Linked DNA regions of Sus scrofa: region 1 is linked to region 2. The links are chromatin contacts, called in public Hi-C maps. All regions are on one chromosome and are shown on one strand. Each heading gives the region's core, a stretch centred on a gene start, on an enhancer-like site or on the middle of the called end of the contact. The rest is flanking DNA. Distances are from core to core; before and after follow the strand shown.

The links. Hi-C and Micro-C count contacts between places; a contact is called where the count stands out from the background.
Region 1: a Hi-C map of liver shows a contact between it and region 2, with 3 times the contacts expected there. The contact joins the promoter of C1QA here to the enhancer-like site in region 2. A contact is called at or near these places in 5 of 5 promoter capture datasets (fetal liver, fetal skeletal muscle, liver and 1 more), 26 of 47 Hi-C or Micro-C datasets (adipose tissue, alveolar macrophages, brain and 14 more) and 2 of 2 datasets of contacts at active chromatin or transcription factors (alveolar macrophages and skeletal muscle).

Annotation. Positions count from the first base shown.
Region 1 is chr6:80,582,041-80,588,917 of Sscrofa11.1, forward strand. C1QA (complement C1q A chain) reads left to right here and starts at 4,219. Exons shown (of 3, transcript NM_001003924.1): 1 at 4,219-4,241; 2 at 5,137-5,312; 3 at 6,403-6,877. The coding sequence starts at 5,144. It overlaps LOC110261111 (a long non-coding RNA gene), which reads left to right. Exons shown (of 3, transcript XR_002344936.1): 3 at 947-2,700.
Region 2 is chr6:80,384,077-80,391,955 of Sscrofa11.1, forward strand. All of the region lies in intron 2 of LOC102165262 (a long non-coding RNA gene), which reads right to left. Among named protein-coding and RNA genes, the nearest start is that of ZBTB40, 32 kb to the right of the region's middle. Within about 2 kb of position 1,790, at least 4 of the 83 cell types and tissues checked have an H3K27ac peak or open chromatin away from gene starts, as enhancers often do. A contact at or near this core is called in fetal liver, liver and omental adipose tissue, where this site is marked.

The DNA.
Region 1 (6,877 bases), core at 2,969-5,468, 200 kb after region 2:
GGTATCCATTAGCCAACTAATACTCAACTGCTCCCCTCTGTTTACCCTCTGGTTTAAGAGAAATCAGTTCAGACATTGAAGGGTGTGAGGCTTCTGATGGAACTCAAATACGGGGCCTGAGGTTCTGGTGGACTGGGCCCAAGTCATATAGTGCAATGACATTCACTCCCCTACGTTAGACAATGACAGCCTGACCTTCAGTTAGATTCCAAACGACAAAGGAGACAGAGTATAACGGCATCACCAACAGCAGAACTGATGGAAATGCAGAGACATCAAAGGTGCCCACAGTTTCAGGAACGCACCCTACCACCCACAACCCCATGCTCTTCTCTTCTCACGCCTTCTCCCCCGTGCAAATCCATGTAGATCCCCCACCGTACATTTCCTGAGACAAAGAGAGATCAAAGGAATCAGGACCTCCCAGTCAGATTCTGCAAGAAACCTCTCAAGATCCCACGTGGAGTAGGAGCGGAGCTGGGGCTTTTCACAAACCTCTTTACGCCTCTCTACCTCGCACATGGCAGGTGCCAGGGAGCAGGGATTTCCCCCTCTTACCAGTCCTGAGTTCTTGTGGATGCACAAATGATAAGACTGATACAGGATGGGAGAAAAAGAAACAAAAGTTCATTCACGTGCATGGAGGTCCCATAGAAATAAGACTTAAAAAATAGCCAAAGCAGGCCACTTCTACACTTTCTATGAAGAACCAGAGACCTGTTCCAACGTCAAAGCTAAAAGTGACAACATATAACTCTCCCGAAATGGTAATATGGTCTCCAACTTGGGGCTTTCCTAAGAACTTCTTCCAGGAGTAATAGTAACCACTTACAATTATTGCCTGATAGGCTGACTTTGGAAACCCACCCTTGAATGAGATGTGACTCCACCATAAAGAATATGAGTAATTTAGAATTTTTTTTTTTTTTTTTTGGTTATTCCTTAGACCCCTGACTATATGCTGAGAATGGACTCATGGATGGAGACCTTGCAAGGAGGACAAGGGTTTCCTCTCATCCCTACATCTCTGCCTCCCCTCCAGGACCCTGAGCTCCCCGAGAAAAGGAAGAAAATGTCATCCCCTCTGACTGAAGGTGTCCCTGTGATCTTCACGGGGTTATTGCCGACCCATTACTTTTCACACTAATGACATGCTCATCGCTGTCAATGCCTTTTTATTTCTTGAGAAGTGTTTATACTCTTGCAACAGCCTGATAAGTGAAATCATCTAACACTTGGAAACAAGGCAAATAGATAACTGGTGTTCTTTCAAAGGCAAATTAGAGTGGTGGCTAACAAGCCCTCCTAAGGGTCATCTGACACTCCAGGGGAATGTCACTTTGCTTGACTTATTATTTACTATTGATTAGGGCCCAGGCTCTGTAAAGATAGCTGTTAGCTGGTAGAAAACTGATAAGTTGCCAATTGTTTTTGTCTGGTTGAAATGCAAATGGTCACTTCTCAATAGAAAAGATAACCCCAGCATTATGATTTTATTGCTGCATAGAACCTTAATCAGTTTTGCATCTAACTTAGCATACTTAGGAATAGTCCAGAATTCTTGGGGGGGGGGTTGGGTTATTGTTTTTGTTTTTCCTGAATCTTTCCACCTATAGTTAGATATAAGGTTTTTGTCCTCATACCCTTCATCTAACTAGTTTTGTTCCTTCATTTGTAAGCTACATAAAATTAACATGTGCTCACTATGTATTTCTACATAGAATTGTGTATTTCATGTTTTGAAAGCTATACTTTGAGAAGATTTTCACAGTATTTGGTTTTTCCTCGTGCTAACTCTGCCACTCTCTGTGTGACCTTGGGCAAGTCTTTCTATCTCTGGTCTTAAGTTATTTCATATGTAAAACAGGAGCAACCAGGCTGACCATTCTGGCTCTGACATAATATTTCTAACTCCTCTTGCGGGGAAGCAAGACTAACACAATGCAATCAAAGATGTTGCTGGAAGGGATGTTACAGACCAGCCTTCCTGCTTCCCACCATGCCTTCATCTTGACAGAAGGAGAAACTGAGGCTCAGAGGGGTTAGGTAACTTGCCCAAGGTCACACAGATATTATTCATAATGATGACTTATTTTGCTGTTGTGTTTGACAGTATAAACTTCCTCATATATTCCTATAATCCCTCAGCAGCCCACTGAGCAGGCTGTATCATCCCCATTTAACAGATAAAGAAACTGAGGCCCAGCAAAGTGATGTGGCTTGCCCAAGGTCATAGGGAGATTTCAGCCCCCCCAAGCCCCTGAATCCTGGGGACCACCCTTAAGTATCATTGTCTGGAGTTTTTGTATATATGTGTGATGTCATACAAGACGGCAAATGAAAAAGGAGTCCCAAAGCCTTGAAAACTCTGGCCCTAGACTCTCATGACCTGCCCAGGTACAACAGCCCTCCCTCTTCTCCTCTTCTTCTCCTCCTCCCTCTGGCAAAATTCTCAGGAAAAAATTTTAAAAAACCATGGTGGGAGTTCCCATCGTGGCACAGCAGAAATGAATCCTACTAGGAACCATGAGGTTGCAGGTTCGATCCCCGGTCTGGCTCAGTGGGTTAAGGATCGGGCGTTGCCGTGAGCTGTGCTGTAGGTTGCAGATGTGGCTTGGATCCCATGTTGCTGTGGCTGTGGCATAGGCCGGCGGCTACAACTCCGATTCAACCCCTGGGAACCCTAGAAAAATACGAAAGACAAAAAAAAAAAAAAAAAAAAAAAAAAAAACCCGTGGTCATGAGAAGAAGCAGAAAGACATGGTCCATCCAGACCTGAACACCTTGGTCTCTAGCCTGGGGGCGACAGAATCACTCAATCTAAAGAAAAGCATTCTCTGAGTACCTGATGTGGCGCAATGGGATCAGCAACATCTCTGGACTGCTGGGACGAAAGTTCTATCCTCAGCCCGGCACAGTGGGTTAAGGATCCAGCATTGCCACAGCTGTGGTGTGGGTCAGCACAGTGGATCTCATCCCAGGAACTCCATATGCTGCAAGACAGCCAAAAAAGAAAAAAATTAAAATTAAAAAGAAATTAAAGAAAAGCATTTTCAGGGTCCAAGCTGGCAATGACTGCTTGAGCTGTGTTGACAGGTAGTGAGCACCCCATCAGTGAGAGTGAGCAAGGCTAGATGATCCATCCAAATGTTAACAGCAATTCTCTAGATGGACTTTTGTCACTGATTTTTTTTTTCTTTTTAGGGCCACTCTTGCTGCATATGGAAATTCCCAGGCTAGGGACTGAATCAGAGCTGTAGCTGCCAGCCTACACCACAGCCACAGCAACACCAGATCCCAGCCTCATCTTCGACCTACACCACAACATATGGCAATGCCGGATCCTTAACCCGCTGATCGAGGCCAGGGATAGAACCCACGGCCTCATGGATACTAGTCAGGTTCATAACCCACTGAGCCATAGTGGGAATTCCTTGTCACTGATTTAAAAATGTTGATAAAAGCTAATTATTAAGTGTTCACCGTGTGTCCCATGTTTTGTTTTGTTTTCGTTAGATTTTTATTTTTTTCTCTTATAGCTGTGTCCCATGTTTTGTATGTGTATTATATTATCAAGACTTTATAATAATCCAAAGAGGTAGAATCTGCTGTCCCCAATTTATAAATAAAAAACTGAGGCCCCAGGAGGTCAACTATCTTTCCAAGGGCATGCAGTTAGGAAGTGGCAGTTCTAGAAAGCTGACTATGGAACTTCTCGTTACTGTGCTGTTCTTCTTTCTTTGTGCTCTTCTGTATTTCCAAGCTTTTGGCAATGAATACATGCTGCTTTCACAACCATGAAAAAAGGCTCACCAGCTACTAAAGGTTCCTCTGGAGCAGAAATTAGCACAACATTGTAAATCAACTATACTTTAAAAAACAAAAACAAAACAAACAAAAAACAATACTTCTGCCTCGATTTCTATGCCTCTCTGGGTCTCACAGCCCCACCCAGTACCCCCTCCACCACCCCCTCCCTGTGGACCTGGATTTTGATCTTGCTGTCCCTGCCCCCACACCAGCTGTGGCGGGGTCGGATGTCCCATGGCCCAGTCTTGCTGAGGTCTGCTCAAAATGACCTTTGCATGCCTCTGGCCCCTGGGGCAGTTCCAGGGAGGGAGAAGGGGAAATGGGAAGGGATGCGAAACTCGGCCAGAGGCCAGCACCGCCCCTACTGGGTGTCCCACACAGGTCCCTGCGTGAAGGGCAGGAGTGTCCAGTGCACTGACGACGAGAGGCAGGTGAGGCCCGTGCCTGAGAGGGAGGGGGCTGGGGAGTTCAGGGAAGCAGGGGAGCTGGCACAGGAGGCTGGACCAGGGAAGGAGGGAGGGAGAGCGCTGCTCACTGGGTCTTTGCCAGGACAGGGTTGCTCGGGGTGGGGGTGGGGGCGCTGATCCAGAACCCAGGACAAGCAAGTGGGGGGATCTTAACTCCAGGGGCTTGGGGGAGTCTGGGACGTGGTGCCAGACCCATCAGCTCTGGCCGGAGTTCCTGGGTCCTGGTCTCCCAAAAGACAAGAAGCTGGGAAAAGGGGGTGCGTCCGAGTCCAGCAGAGGGGTCCCACGGGGGGGACAGTATGTGACAGTCAGCCACCTCTCCTCCAGTGGGTGCTGAAAGGGGCCAAGTGTGTAAAGGAGGGAGCAGCTGTGTGTGTGTGTGTGTGTGTGTGTGTGTGTGTCAGGTGTTTGTGAATTCCGGGTGCATGCCCAGCTCTGCCATCTGGGTGAGAGGGTGTTAATTAAACAGGGAGCAGGTGCTCAATAAATATTTGTCCAGTGGCATAGCTCATCTGTAGGAGTACATGGCTGTGTGTGTCCAGGTGAGTGACGGATGGAGTGAGTCAGTTTGTGTCCAGGCTGTGTCGTGGCTTTCTGTGTGTGCTTACTGGGCTGTGTAGGTGTGTAGGTGAGAAGCTGTGTTCATGCGTCTGAGTGTGTAACTAGACGGGTACGCTCAGTTGCTTGTGTGTATCTGTGTGAGTCTGCGGTCCTGGGCTGCAAGGCGGGAGGACATCGGAGGCCCTCGAGGGGGGTGTGTGTGCCGTATCATTGTGGCGGGGGACATTCAAGGGTGTGAGGTGGGCGTGCATGAGTGTGCGATGTCCAGCTTGCCCAGGCCCTGCCCATGTCTCCACAGCGGCATCATGGAAGCCCCCCGGGGCTGGCTGGTGATCATGATCAGTGTGCTGGCCGTATCCCTGGCCTCTTCGGCGGCCCAGGACACGTGCCGAGATCTGGACGGGAGGGACGGGGCCGCAGGAAAACCCGGCCGACCCGGGCGGCCAGGCCCCAAGGGAGAACGAGGAGAGCCGGGTAAGCGGTCCCCCTGGACCCCAGCTCTTCATCCCTGTGCCTGGCCTGGCCTGTCCTCCAGAGTGGAGGCTCAGGGAGGCCCTGAGTGACAGGAGTCCACCTGGGCCCCCACAGGTAGCCCCTCCAGTCTCTGCTCTTGGCCCCAGGGGCTGAGGGGGTTCTAGTCCTCTCCCAGGGCCATGTCCACAGGCTCCCAGGCCCCTCTGTGTCCCCTTTACTCCCTGGGTCGTCCTCCTCCTTCAGCCTCACCGTTCTCCTCTGGAGAGTGGGTCCCTGCAAGCAATGAACAGGAAGGGTCCCAGAGCTCGGCCCCATCCTTGGCCTTTGCTCAGTTACCAGAAAGATGAACGCCCCAGGCTTCAGACTCAAGAGTTCTTGCCTTGCAGTGCAACCTTGAGTGAGTTACCACCCTGAGACTCAGTTTCCTCATCTGTAAAATGGACAAATAATCTCACCTGGCACATAGAGAGGGATCAGTTAACGGCAGCTCTCCTTTCTGCTTCCAGCTCCCACCCCCTGCCCCCAACACGCGCGCACGCGCGCGCGCGCGCACACACACACACACACACACACACACACTGTTCCTGCTTCCCCTTTCCCAGCTCCTTCAGGCATCAAAAACTCACACTCTAGAAAAAGGGCTGGGACAAAAGGAAAGTCTCCAGCAATCCCCACACATCTCCCAGTGCATAGCAGCCCAGAAAGACCTGCAGAGACCTTTACAACAGTCTGCACCCAGGCATCCTACATGTAGTCCCCGAACCTGAAGAAGTCAAGGGCAGAGCCCTGGTAGGGCGTGGAGAACATGGCTGTGGACAGGCGTACAGTGGAGAAGCCAATGTCCTGCTTTTCCCACAACCTGACACTTTCCCAAGGCCTTGTTCACATTCCTCTCCATTTTACAGATAAAGCCGCTGAGGCTCAGAGATATTGAGACACGGGCCCAAGGTCACACAGCGTCAGGATCCATGTCTTGAAGGCACAGACTCACCTCTATCCTCTATCTCACAGCCATTCGGGGTCCCAGCCACCTCCTAGAGGATGGGAGGAGACTAGACGCTCACTCCCAATCTGGCCTTTCTCTCCGCAGGAGCCCCTGCCTTTCAGACTGGCATCCGCGGCCTTAAAGGAGACCAGGGGGAGTCTGGGTCCCCTGGAAAACCTGGCAGAATGGGCTACCCGGGGCCCAGCGGCCCTCCAGGGCTCCCGGGCCTCCCAGGGTTGAAGGGCATCAAGGGCAACCCGGGAAACATCAAGGACCAGCGCCGGCCGGCCTTCTCGGCCGTGCGACAGAATCCTCCGACGAGCGGCAACGTGGTCATCTTCGATGAGGTCATCACCAACCAGGAGGGCGCGTACAAGAGCCAGCTGGGCCAGTTCATCTGCGATGTGCCAGGCTACTACTACTTCACCTTCCAGGTGGTGTCCAAGTGGGACCTCTGCCTGTACATCATGTCCTCTAGGAGAGACCAGGTCCAGCAGTCCTTGGGCTTCTGTGACTTCAACAGCAAGGGACTCTTCCAGGTGGTGTCTGGGGGCACGGTGCTCCAGCTCCAGCGGGGAGA
Region 2 (7,879 bases), core at 540-3,039:
CAACATGTGTATTGTCTGTGGCTTCTTTAGCACCACTGTAGAGGAGTTAAGTAGTTGTAAGGATTACTTGTAAGACTTGTAAAGTGAAAAATTTATCATCTATCCATTTACAGAAAAGATGGCCAGCCCCTGCTATTGACCAATTATTCCCAGGTCTTAGCAGCCTAGACTGACCACGCTTCCTTGGGAACTTGTTAAAAGTACCACTCCCAGGCCCACCCCAAGTTTTCAATTTAGTGGGTCTGGGGTGAGGCCAGAGTATCTCTCTCTCTCTCTCTTTTTTTTTTTTTTTTTTTAATTTTTAGGGCTGTACCCATGGCATATGGAAGTTCCCGGGCTAGGGTTCAAATCAGAGCTGCAGCTGCTGACCTTCGGCACAGCCACAGGAACAACAGATCAGAGCCGCGTCTGTGACCTACACCACAGCTCACAGCAATGCCAGATCCTTAACCCACTGAGCAAGGCCAGGGATCGAACCTGCATCTTCATGGATACTAGTCAGATTTGCTACCTCTGAGCCACAATAAGAACTCAGAGAGTATCTCCTTTTTTTCCCATTTTTATTTTTTTTAATTAAAGTATAGTTGATTTACAGTGTTGTGCCAATTTCTGCTGTACAGCAAAATGACCTAGTCATACATACATATATATACATTCCCTTTTTTATATTTTCTTCCATCATGGTCTATCCCAAGACTGCATATAGTTCCCTGTGCTACACAAGTAGGACCTCATTTTTTGTCCATTCTAAATGCAATGATTTGCATCAGTTTGCACCCCAAACTCCCAGTCCATCCCACTCCCTCCTCTCCCCCTCGGCAACCACAAGTCTGTTCTCTATGTCTGTAAGTCTGTTTCTGTTTTGCAGGTAGATTCATTTATGCCATATTTTAGATCCCATCTATAAGTGATATCACAGTGTATTTGCCTTTCTCTTTCTGACTTACTTCACCCAGTATGAGACTCTCTAGTTGCATCCATGTTGCTGCAAATGGCATTATTTCATTCTTTTTTAAGGCTGAGTAGTATTCCATTGTATAAATGTATCATATTTTCTTAATCCATTCATCTGTCAATGGACATTTAGGTTGCTTCCATATTTTGGCTTCTGTGAACATTGCGTCTACGACCAAAGGAGTGCATGCATTTTTCTGAATTATATTTTGTCCAGATAGATGCCTGGAGATTGCTGGATCTACATCTAGTTTGGTAGTTCTACATCTAGTTTTCTAAGGAAACTCCCAATTTACATTCTGGTTATCTCCTTTTCGACAAGTGTTCCTGGTGATTCTGATAAAGGGAGGTTCCTAGTCCGGATGTTGAAACATCCTGGGGTAGACAGAGCTAGGACCAAATCCCTACTCCTCCACCTCTTATCTGTGTGACTGTACGCAAGTTACTTAACCTAAGTCTCAGAAGCCTCATTTACAAAGTGGGGACAACAATGCCTGTCCCTTAAGGCTACTGAAAAGATTAAATGTGAATCTTTATAAAGTGCTCCGTTGGGTCCGGATTCTCAGTAATTGACAGTTTTATTTCCTTCCAGTGCCTCTGGACGTTCTCCTCTAGTTCCCGGGCAAGTGGCTTCTAGTTCTCCCAGAACCTTCCTAGCTGCCCCCTCAGCCCCACTACAGCTTCTTGGGGGGACCCATCCCCTATCTGTGCTGACAGATCTCACTTCCCCAGCATTTGGCAAGAGGCAGCGTCAGGGGGTTGGTCTGGTACAGCCTGGAGTCCTGGCCCGTTTCTGACACTGAAACTGTTGCCAGCTCTGTGTTTACACACTTACTGTCATAATATTTGCTTTGCATGGCCATTATTTGCCTGACGTCAGATGAAGATGATCAACTCCCCACGAGAGCCCGTTTCAAAAAGCAAGGTCAGCGCCTCCCCGTCCCCCTGCACGGTCCCATCCCTTCTTTCCTTGTCTGGATTTTCTAAACTAACCACACTCCAGGCAAAAACTGATGTTGGGAAATGTGATGGCGTGAGACCAGGGGAACAGGTGGATTCTGGTCCCGACCTCTCACTGACCTTGGGCTTCCTTGGCAAGTCTAGTTCTCTCCCTGGGTCTCGGTGCCTCATCTCTGCCCTGAGAAGTCTGGCTTTCCTGGTCTGTCAGGCCCCTCCCAGCACCACAATTCTGTGACTCTGGGACCCTAAGAACCCCCCAGGGTGGAAGATTCCAGAGTTCACCTGGTAATTCCCTCCACCCTTCTCAGGCCGATGGAAGGATAGGAACAAAGAGAACCAAATGGTGAACATGAAGCCACGCTCTATTTATCTACAACAATGCAAACAGCACAATCTTTCTTTCATCAAGATAGAAAATCAAAACTGAGAAAGACTACAAGCCCTGCTATTAGACCATCTCCTGGAGGCATGTCCCTCCATGACAGCAAATACCTGCACCCCAAACATTTCAGGGAGCCTGGGGATAGACCCCTAAGTACAGCTTCTTCCATCCATCACTGCTTTACTCATGCTGAGAGCTTGGTCATGTTGCAGGTGAAGGCACCTGCCCCCCAGGGCTGGCTCTGCATCCCCGGGGAGGGAAGAGTCACATGCAAATCCAAGGGAAGAGAAAATTGCAAAATCAGTTCACGGAGTCCCTGGCCCCACTAAAAGGTGCTTACATATCGAGGACATGATGCTGCATGGAAAAAAGCCATTAGGAGCAGGGCCTGCATCTCCAAAGGACTAAATAAGGAGCCATCACCTGAAACCTCAGCCTGAGACACTCTGCAAAGATGTAAGAGATCCCCGGACTGCTTGGCCCAGGGCAGTGTGGGACCCAGCAATGGTTGAAGCCAGTCTGTGGAGCCAGACAGACCCAGATTTGGGTGCCCCTAAGGCCACCCAGGAGCTGGGTGACCCCATGCAGTCCACCACACCCCTCTGGGCCTGGCTTTGCCAACTGTGAAACGGAGCAGATGATAACTTGCACCTCGTGGGGCTGTTGTGAGAATTTAAGGGAGGCAGCCCAGCAGAGGTGCCCGAGCCAGTCCTAAGTTCACACAGGCTCTCATCCGACATTATTCTCCTCCCTCGAGAAGGGTTGTTGAATGACTTTTTGAGGGTGGGAACAATAGATACTCACTCTGGTGCGGAGAACGTCCGTGTTTTAGGAAGCGCTTACATGTGCTCTGTCATTACAGCCTTACTTAAAACAGGCCCACAAGCCAGACATCACCGTCCCCATCTTACAGCTGCTGACGCTGAGGCTCAAAGAGGAGAAGCAATGTGTCCGGAGCTCCAGCAAGTCAGCGGCCAGCTGACACCCAGGGCCTTGCCTCCTGGTCAGTGCTCTTGCATATCCTCCCACAGGGTCAGGTCCTGTGGCCCCCTGTGACCTGAGAGGGCCCAGCAGTGTTCACAGGCCTCCCAGATACTAGCCCCAGGCTTTCCAAGCTCTCTCTGGCCTCAAGCAGACAGTCCTGCCCCTATTGGGGGGCAGGTCATGGAGAACTGTGAGGACACAGCGCCCTCCAGTGGCCCCGTGAAGCAGTGAGGGAAGCTGCATTTCACAAGGGCTGCAGCCCAGATCAGGTGTACAGTCTGCTCCTGCCCTCACCTGTCCCGCTGAGAGCCACGGTCGCTGGCTCCTTGGCACCCCAATAGTCCCTCTGTCCCAAAGCTCTAAGAATTGTACACTTTTAATCTGAGAAGACAAGCGACACCACTCAAACGAACTCTTTCTTTGCACAGAGGAAATTATTGAACCGTCACATTCAAGGTCACATGCAAGTGGGGCAGAGTGGAGACCAGAGGGCCGATCGCCTGTCTCCTTCAGCCCCTGAAGGAAGTTCAGGGAGACTGGATTCACCAACCATGCACCTGCCTCCACACCCTCTTTCCTATCTCCCTCTGCCTCCTTGGCTGCCAGACACACCAGCCAGAGTGGGATAGGTTGAAGAGGCAGAGTGCGAGGGATGGATACTCAGACTCAGATCGAAGCCGCAGTTGTGACCTAAGCCACAACTGCGGCAATGCCGGATCCTTAACCCACTGTGCAAGTCGGGGGATCCAAACCTGCGTCCCAGTGCTCCCAAGATGCCACCGATACCACTGTGTCACAGCAGGAGCTCCACTCAGACTCTTTTTTCAGTATTTTTTAAATCGAAGTATTGTTGATTTACAGTGTAATGTTAGTTTCTGGAGTGGGGCAAAGTGATTCCGTTATACCTATATATTCTTTTGTCATATTCTTTTCCATTATAGGTTATTCAAAGATATTCAGTATAGTTCCTGTGCCATACGGTAGGAACTTTTTTTTACATAGCAGTCTGTATCTGCTGGTCCCAAACTCCTCATTTATCCCTCCACCACCACCCCTTCCCCTTTCGTAAACATAGGTTTGTTTTCTATGTCTGTGGATCTGTTTCCATTTGGGAAGTTAGTTCATTTGTATCACATTTTATTTATTTATTTATTTATTTATTTATTTTTATTTTTTTCTTTTTGCCATTTCTTGGGGCGCTCCCACAGCATATGGAGATTCCCAGGCTAGGGGATGAATGGAGCTGTAGCTAATGGCCTACGCCACAGCCATAGCAACGCAGGATCTGAGCCGCATCTGCAACCTACACCACAGCTCATGGCCACGCCGGATCTTAACCCACTGAGCAAGGCCAGGAATCGAACCCGCAACCTCATGGTTCCTAGTCAGATTCGTTAACCACTGAGCCACAACAGGAACTCCCTGTATCACATTTTAGATTCCACATATAAGTGATATCATATGATATTTGTCCTTCTCTGTCTGACTTACTTCACTAGTTTGATAATCTTGAAGTCCATCCACGTTGGGCGCTCAAACTCTTGATGACTGTGTGACCTTGAGCAGATTATTTAACTTCTCTGTGCCCCTGTCTCCTTCTCCATGAAGTGAGAAAAATAATAGCACGTGTCACACGGTTGAGTGAGGACCAAATAAGGTGTCAGATAGAAAAGGCCTGTTGCATGATACCTGGAACCAGCCCCAAAACACACAACCCCTACTACAACTTTTTTTTTTTCTCGGCTGCACCAGTGGCATATGGATGTTCCCAGGCCAAGGATCGAATCCAAGCTGCAGCTGTGACGTACACCGCATCTCAGTCCCTCTGCAGCCACCCAAGCTGCTGCAGTCAGATGCTTAACTGCACTACAGCGGGGACTCCTACAAGTTTTATTACTGTTTGGCACCTCTAATTCACTGGCTTACTGCTGAGGGGCTACAGGTGCTCCCTGGCACACCTCTCCTCCTCCCTTCTTGCATTCATGTCTTCTCACCAAACCCCAAAGTGGCAAAAGAATCCACAGCACCTGCATCTCACGTCTTTCCCACATGAGCCACTGCAGAGGCGCCTCAGGGGACAGGAGAGTAGGCAGCCTGGACACTGTCCCCTCGTGGGTTAGCAGGCCACTCTGGCCAGGGGAGCCTGGCTGAGTCTCAGAGAAGAGCTAAAACCCCAGAGAGTTTCTCTGAGGCCAAGAAGAGATAGGTTAAGGGGTATGGTCAATACCTTCCAGGCTTCCAGAATGATTCTGAGGGCCCACCTCTAACAAGCAGACACCACCAGGCTTCAGTTTCATGGTGGAGCCTTGGAAATCCCTCCTTGATTTTTCCTTCCCAAAAGGCTTGGAGCCAGGCCCATGTGGGCTCAAATCCTGACCCTGCCCTCACGAGCTATGTGATGTTGGGAAGAGACTTGACACCTCTGAGCCTCAGCTTTCTCATCTGCAGACTGGGGGTGATGACAGGATTGTATAAAGCTGCTGGATATGGAAAAAAGTGCACAGTGCAGTGCCTGGAATGTGGCACTTCAACTTGCTTATTGAACAGCAACTCAAAATACATTCACCACCACCCCCAAAAGTCTTCCTATTGGAGTCCTTGTCCTGGATCCAGGAAGGGGCTCATGTCCTCCCACCTGGTGTCAGCTCAGTGAGCCAGGAGGTCCACCCATCACACCTTTCCTGCCCAGAGATCCTGTCTGCTCTCTTTGGCCTCTGCTCTTGTTCCAGGACTGGGACACATTGGTCCCTCCTTCTGCCTCCACACCACGGCCATGGGGGTCAGTCCCAAAACTAGTTGAGACCAAGGTTTCTGTGGTTGGGTCCTTGACCTGGGCTTGAGTCCTGTATCTCTATGACCGTCACCAAAAGGATGGGTGTAGAGCTTAGCATAATGTCTGCTGCAGAATAGCTGCTCACTAAATAGATGTGCTTGTTTTTATTGCCCTCTCCTGCAAGATGCAAATCCCAAGAAGGCAAGACTCGTGTCTTATTTATCTCTGTATCCCCAGCAACTGGCATGGGATCTGGCCCATAGCTGAAGTTCAATAGATTTTTTTTGTTTTTGTTTTTGTTTTATGGAAGAATGATGAGTGGATGTGACTGAAAGAGAAGGAAAAAATATGTAAGAGCTGCCATTTAAGGGGTAATTAGGCAGTGACAGAGACAGGCAAAGCCCTGGACAAAGAGATATCATTTAATCTTCACCCCAACCATGGAGAAGATTCTGTCTCCCTAGTTCATTGGCAAGGAAACCGGCTCAGAGCGGTGAAGACACCTGCCGGAATCCCACAGTGACAGCGCCGATATTGAGAGTTACTTCTCTCTGGTTACAAACCCCAGGCAATTTCCACTTACTACCCTGCTTCCTAAAGGGGGGCAAGTCGGAATAAGAGCCAGCACTGGAAGGAAATAGTAACTGCATTTATTTAGAGTTTGTGAAAGTTGTCACATGTTTCATTTATCTCATTTAATCCTCACAAATGCTATATGTTCATTATACAGATGAGGAAACTGAGGCACAGGGAGTTTGGATAACTGCCAGCAGATACCCATCTCTTTATCACTGCATCAGCCGTTCTGCCCCCCAGATGCTGGTGGTACCTTATACAGCACAGAAGGACGACACTGGGTCTGAAAGTCAACAGCAATAGAAGCCAGGAGACACAAATGTCTCTCGGCATTTACAACTAGGGTATTAGGTGCCCAGGAAATGTTGCTGGATTCCTGTTATTAATAACATATTCTATTCTTGTAGATGCTGTCTAAGAATATACTGCAAACTCACATTGTCCCATCACTTTACAGTTTTCAGAGCACTTTTGCATGCACGACCAGGGTTTCCTTACTAAAGTCCTTGTAGATATGAAAGGCAGGGATTAGTATCACAACCTAACAAAGCAAATAGCTTCCAAGGCACTAGCACATGTCCCCAAGGTCATGTAGCTCGGAAGTACGTTCTCTGGGTCCCGACCTAAAGTTTGCTGATTCCTGATCCGTGCTGTTTCTCACGCACGGGCAGCCTCCCTGAGGCCCTCTGTGGTGCAGCACAAGTGTCATTAAATAGGTTGATAGGAGTGCCAGCCCAGGGGAACGGGAAGAGAGGGGGACACTTAGGGAACTAAGAAGGGAGGCTCTGTTCTGCATTGTGGCAACAGGACAGGCCCAGAAAGGACAGGACAGGACAGAACAGGACAGGACAGTCCAGGCCTCTCTGGGCCCCTCCTCCTGTCCCACAGCCACATGCCAGACTGGCAACCCAGATGCTGGCACAAGATGGCGCCCTTGGCTAGGGAGCTGACGGGAGTGAGCCAGGCCAGGCAGGGCACTGTCAGGGCCTCGGACCAGGCAGCTTGCAGATTCCGCCCAGCCTCTGGGGAGGAGGGGCTGTGTTTCAGAAAGGCTCTTCCCAGCCTCCTCGGCTGACATCCTGGGTCAGTCCACTCAAACCCACAGACAATCAAGCCACATGGTTAATCAGGGGTTCACAGTTACAACCAGTCCCGTGTGTCCAAACACGGGTGAATACAGCTCTTAACCACTGTCCAGACCCCCAAATGAGGCCCCAGAAATGCAAACTAGGGGGGTTTCAGCAGAGATC